Linked DNA regions of Sus scrofa: region 1 is linked to region 2. A link is a contact called in public Hi-C data. All regions are on one chromosome and are shown on one strand. Each heading gives the region's core, a stretch centred on a gene start, on an enhancer-like site or on the middle of the called end of the contact. The rest is flanking DNA. Distances are from core to core; before and after follow the strand shown.

The links. A called contact is a pair of places that touch in the nucleus more often than the background predicts.
Region 1: a contact with region 2 is called in a Hi-C map of liver, with 2.2 times the contacts expected there. The contact joins two enhancer-like sites. A contact is called at or near these places in 1 of 5 promoter capture datasets (liver), 1 of 47 Hi-C or Micro-C datasets (liver) and 1 of 2 datasets of contacts at active chromatin or transcription factors (skeletal muscle).

The regions. Positions count from the first base shown.
Region 1 is chr14:81,397,112-81,400,198 of Sscrofa11.1, reverse strand. No RefSeq gene overlaps it. Among named protein-coding and RNA genes, the nearest start is that of ZMIZ1, 10 kb to the left of the region's middle. Within about 2 kb of position 1,713, at least 17 of the 83 cell types and tissues checked have an H3K27ac peak or open chromatin away from gene starts, as enhancers often do. A contact at or near this core is called in liver, where this site is marked.
Region 2 is chr14:81,277,814-81,280,841 of Sscrofa11.1, reverse strand. The region is part of intron 4 of LOC106506054 (a long non-coding RNA gene); the gene reads left to right. Among named protein-coding and RNA genes, the nearest start is that of ZMIZ1, 130 kb to the left of the region's middle. Within about 2 kb of position 1,516, at least 9 of the 83 cell types and tissues checked have an H3K27ac peak or open chromatin away from gene starts, as enhancers often do. A contact at or near this core is called in liver, where this site is marked.

The sequences.
Region 1 (3,087 bases), core at 464-2,963, 120 kb before region 2:
GGAGAAAAATGCCTCTCCCAATTCTCCCTTACTATCTTCCTTTCATCCTCCCCCATTCTTGCCCCTTTAGAAATCGGAGCTCTGTTTTGCAACCCACCCCCACCCCACCATGGGCTGGTCTGGCCCAGATGATCCCAAAAGTCAGCCCCAAGAGAGCATCAGCCTGACCACTACCCAGCCACCAAAGCCAGCTCTCTATTCTCTCACCTTCCTCCGAAGGGAACAGCACTTAGAGGTTGAAATGAACACTTTCTGTTGCACCTGAGTGCAACAGCCTCAGGAAGCAGGCAGAGATGGTACAACCCACTTGCTAGAGGAACAAACTGAGGGTTCAGGAGGCCTGGAGCTTTGGCCAGGGTCACACAGGAAGGGGCAGAGTTGGTATGTGAACCCTGATCTGTTGGTTCCATGTCACTAAGCAGGAATGGGGACCCAAGTGGTAATGGCCTCAGATGCTGGCGCTCCCAGCTTCCCCGATGCTGCCAGGAGAAAGGATCTCAGACACATTGATGCTTTCAACAAGTGTTTATTGACTACCTGCTATGAATCGAATACACGAACGAAACCAGGCACCGGAGATCCAACAGTGAGCAAAACAGATGTGGTCTGTGCTGTCACAGAGCTTATATTCTGGTGAAGGAGACAGACCCCAGACAAACTGCAGGAAGATGTCTCTGTCTCTCCCCAGCCCAGCCCACGTGCCTTGGAAGGAGCTCTGGCTGGGAGGTGGGAAGCTGGAGACCTAGTTCCGGTCCTAGTATTGGTGCCACTCCCTGTGTGGCGTTGGACAGGGTTTTCCATCTGTGAGATCCGCAAGTATGTGGCTCCTCACGCCCTACTCCCAGCCTCTGAGTCAAGTGGTTAATAATTGCCTGGCATGAATAATTATCCTGATTAAGTTTTTTCTTAAACCTGACTTTTCGTAGACTCTGGAGCCAAAAAGGGGCATTTGACGTCATCTAATCTGAGCCCTATCACTAAAGACTCGTCCCTTAGCCTCTTTCTTCCTAGGAGGTGACTGTCTCTGCTTGCATCCTTCTAGAAATGGGAAGATTGCTCCCTTACGTAGCAGAAGATGCCCAGTGGCGGGCTGGTAAATGTTTAACAGCTGGTTCTCCCAAGTAGGGAAAACCTGATTTGTAGTATTTGCTGATTTCCCATGGTGTAAAATACTTCCACCATGGCCAATTTCAGGCTGCCATCTTAACATCCAGCAGGTCACACAGTTCTTAAAAATGTAACATTCGCCCCCTGTGAGCCAGTCTGAGCCGGATCGGCACACCACTGCCCCACCCTACAGAGAAGCCCTGTCCTTCTTTACTTGTTGGGAAGTTCTTCCTGTTATTGAGCAAAACATCTAAGTATCAGGAACTCCAGCCTGGAAGTGCTGAGCTACTGTTCTGGGGTGTCAGAGGACAAGGGGGACCTTTGGCCCCATGAAGCTCTTCAGAGAATTGGAGGAATTGACCCTGTCTCCTCGTGAGAGGGTAGTTCCTGGGCCAAGTGGGGTCAGGGTATTTCCTCCCACCTTTCCCCCTCCCTCCCTCCCCCCTCCTCCCTCCCCCCTTCCCCCTCCCTCCCTCCCCCCTCTCCCCCTCTCCCCCCGCCCCCGCCGCCGCTTCCTCCAATATTTATTGGGCCTCAATGACACGTACTGTGCGAGGTACTGTGGACACAGTGACCCATGTCTGCCTACACTGGCCCCTCCATCTGGACAGTCTCGCCACTCAGCCTGTCCAGCTTTGAGGCTACGCTCAGATGTCACCCACTCTCAGAAGCCTGCCCTGACCTCCACCCCTTCCCCGCCCTCCCAGAGCCTTTATCGGTCCCTGTTTGGCACTTATCACTTTCTACCTTGGATTACAGCTATTTGTGTACACGGCTTATCTTGCTGCCAGACTGAGAGGCAGCTCAGGCTTGTTGAAAGAGCGTGGACTTTGGAGCCGCACGACCTGGCCCTGAATCCCAGCCCTGCCACTTAGGGCTGTGAGCCCTTGGGAGCTTACACCATCTCTTGGAGCCTCAGTTTCCTTGTCTATAAAGTGGGGCTGGTGATAACTACTAAGGTGGTTTGATCATTAAATGCAATTTGAAGTGTAAACCTCTTTTCTTGTTCCTGTCTGGATTCTCATCCTCTTAGGGACAAAGATTGTGCCTAGTGCCTCTTTGTATTCTCCTGGTTGTAACAATAACAGTATAACAATTAACGACAATGGCACACACTCGCAAAGCACTTACTGTGTACAAGATATTATCCTTAAAACTAACATATGTTAACTTACTTCACTATCACAGCAACCTGGGCCTTCGAACTATTATTATTCCCATTAATAGGTGAGCAACCTGAGGCTCAGAGAGGCTAGATAACAAGCCCAAGGTCACATAGCTAGTGAGTGGGAGAGTTGAGATTTGAACCCAGAAAAACCTGCTCCAAGTCTTAACGGTTGACTACTACATCGCATGGCCACAAGACAAAGGTTTGGAGGGGCTTCTGGAGTGGTGGGGGGAGTGTGTACCCACTGTGCACCTCAGCTTGTGGACATCTTTGCCCTGACCGATGGGGTGGGAGTGGGGGTGTACAGAAAGGCTCCTGGTCTGCCCTCTAGGACCGCCCAAAAGATAAAGTGTTTAGAGCTGAGGAGAAGAATGTCTCCAGGCCCCTGGGGGGAAGGGGACTGAGAAGCCATGAATGGACAATGCAATCAGAGAAGGCTTCATGGAAGAGGTGGCATTTTCTATGGGCTTTGACAGATGAAGAGGACTTGAACTGGGATGAACAGGACAGAACAGCAGGAGCAAAAGTGCAGAGGTGAGAGAGAGACATTACGGGTTCATGTGGGGGTCAGGCTAGATGCTTTCTCTCGTTCTTGAGGGTGCGGTGGAGCAGACAGGATGAACATGGGGAGGGAAGCGTTAGTTGCCCCATCTGTGATGCAGGAACAGCCGAGGGAACTGTTTCAGGGACCTCGAAAGCCAGCACAGACCCTAAAGAGCTGAGAGTTGACTGGGCTGCTCCAGGGGCCTGACTCTATAATTTACTCCGAGATTCCCGAGTCCAGCTCTGCCTCGTGGTCGCATCCCTCCCTT
Region 2 (3,028 bases), core at 267-2,766:
CTGCATCTCAGTGCTCTAGAGACACCCCCAATCTCTTTGAGCCATAGAGGGAACACCTCAATTACTTTTAAAATGAATTAAAGGTAGGGCCCTAAGCGCTGGAGTTGGAAAGGAAGCTGGGAAGGAGACTCTTGTGTGGTCCAGGCTGGTGTGGCTGCAGCAGCTGACCCTGGGGTTGGCATCGGAGATGGAGGTAAGGTGATTTCAGGTGTACTTTCAAGGCTGAGTTCGTAGGCCTTGCTAAAGGGATGGAGGTAGAAGGCGAGGAAAAAGGTCAAGTTTGTGGCCTTGAGCCTCAAGTGGATGGTGGGAGTCACATTCACCTGGAGAAGAGGGACAGATTTGGAAGCTGAGGGCAGGAATGAAGAGTTTTGCTTTGGCCATGCTGATTGTGAAATGCCTCTGAGATAGCCAAACGGAGCTTCCAGTCAGGTGACCCATGCTGGGGTCCCAGGGAGAAGGCACAGCTGGAAATGTAGCACTCTGGGCACCTGTCCTTAGATTGGGAGTGCTATCTGGTAACTGACAGGTGCTTGTCCTGCCCACCTGCCAGGAGGTGCAGCTCACAGCCTCTCTCCCACATTCACTATATTCCTTCTGCTGTCGGGCAGGGCAGGGATTCAAGTGCCCATTTTAGAGCTGGGGAAACAGAGGCCCAGCAAGGGTGGTGAGTGGTCTGATGACACAGGCAGAACCAGGACCCCACACCCTGCCCCAGGCCTGGATTCTCCCCACCACGCTGTGCAGTCTCCTCTGCATCTCTGGGTAAAATGAGGGCAGCTTCAGCCTTCCCTGGGTCTCTGGATCTTCTTCCATAAACTCCTCTTTTTATTTTCATAACATATCCAAGTTCTAAGGTGCCAGAGCCAGGGATCACACCTAGGCTTTCCCTGCATGTGCTCCACGTATTCTGGCTGTCCTGGCAACCAGTGCCGGCCAGAGGCTGACAGTCACGCAGTGGTGAGCACCATGCTGGGCTACCACTTCACGCTGTAAGGGAAGGACAATTGGATCTAAGCTCATGGCAGGCAGGGAAAGGAGTTATAAAAATCATAGCGTGCATCCTGAAGTGCTTACAGTGCTGCAGGCATGGTTCTAAGTACTTACAAGGTATTACACACGTGGGAAGTAAGTTTCAGAATCACAGCCGTTTAACAGTAGGGAAGCCAGGTACACCTTGGTGGAATCATGTGCTTAGGGCGCCAGCTCGGGGAGCGGAATGGGGACTCAGACCCAGGCTGTCAGATAGCTAAGCTCAGCCCTCAGCCACTTCACTCGATATGGTGTTGGATCAATATGTGGTGGTTGACTGTTATGTTAGAGGTGGGGAAACTGAGGCCCCGTGTGTGAGCAGCTTCCAGCACGAACACACGGAAGTCGAAGGTCCCCATGGCCAAGACCTTGTGTTGGTAGAAGGTTCTGGGGACAAAGTTCCCTAGGACACAGGTCTTTGCCTGCCTGTTTGCGATAAGCCCTTGACAACGTAAACAGCAGTGTCCTAGGGAAACAGGAAGGGCAGACAGAAGGCCCTGGCACACAGGCCGTGCCCAGATTAGCTAATGGCTGGGAAGGACAGGCTTACACGTCTGGGCTGTGCTTCCACCCATGGGGAGCTGCTGACGGAGAAGGGGAGGCACGGGGCCTCTTCCAGGGTCAGGGAGGCCTGGACTCCACCTCCTCCACCGACTAAGCAACTGTGTGACCTGGGGCTGGGCCTGGCCCTCTGTTGGGCTGTACCAGGTTTGTCTCTCAATCCAGGGTGGCGTTGAGTCAGATCTTCCATGCCACAAGTAAATCTAGTTAGCTCTCCGAATCCGCGGGTTCCATATCCACGGATTTGACATCAATGGATTGAAAATATTGGGGGAGGAGTTCCCATCATGTCTCAGCCATTAATGAACCCGACTGGTATCCCTGAGGACACGGGTTCTATCCCTGGCCTCACTCAGTGGGTTAAAGGATCCAGACTCAGCTCAGACCCCACATTGCTGTGGCTGTGGTGTAGGCCAGGAGCTACAGCTCCAATTCGACCCCTAGCCTGGGAACCTCCATATGCCACAGGTGCGGCCCTAAAAAGACCAAAAAAAAAAAAAAAAAAAAAAAAGAAAAACTTAAAAAAAAAAGAAAACATTGGGGAAAAGGAATTCCACAGAGTTCCAACAAGCAAAACTTGATTTGCTGTACTCCAGCAACAATTTATATAGCATTCACATTGAATTTACAATTATTTACATGGCCCTTGCATTGTACTAGCTGTTATAAGTAATCTAGAGATGGTTTACACTATGGGATGGTTGTGTGCAAATGCCATTTTATATAAGGGACTTGAGCATCTGTGGATTTGGGTATCCGCCGGGGTCCTGGAACCTATCCTTTGTGGATACCAAGGGACAACCATTCTGAGTGCCTACTATGTGCTAGATGAGGAGCAATTGTGGCTGGGAACCACCCCCTGCCCCATCCTTTTTTCTTTTTTAAATTTTATTGAAGTATAGTTGATTTACAACGTTGTATAACTCTCTGCTGTACATCAAAGTGACTCAGTTATACATATATATACACATTCTTTTTCATATTCTTTTCCATTAGGGTTTATCAGAGGATATTGAATATAGTTCCCTGTGCTACACAGTGGGACCTTGTTTTCTATCCATCCTATATATACTAGCTTGCCTCTGTTAATCTCAAACTCCCAAACCTTCCCTCCTCTACCCCTCTCCCCCTTGGCAGCCACAAGTCTGTTCTCTATGTCTGAGTCTGTTTCATAGATAAGTTCATTTGTTTCATACTTTAGTTTCCACATATAAGCGATATCATGCAGTGTTTGTCTTTCTCTTACTGACTTCACTTAGTATGGTAATCTCTAGGTCCATCCATGTTGCTGCAAATTTCATTCTTTTTTATGGCTGAGTAGTATTGTATATATGTACCACATCTTCTTAATCCATTCCTGTGTCGATGGACATTTAGATTGTTTCCATATCTTGGCTTTTGTGAACGGTGCTGCTGTGAACATAGGGATGTGTGT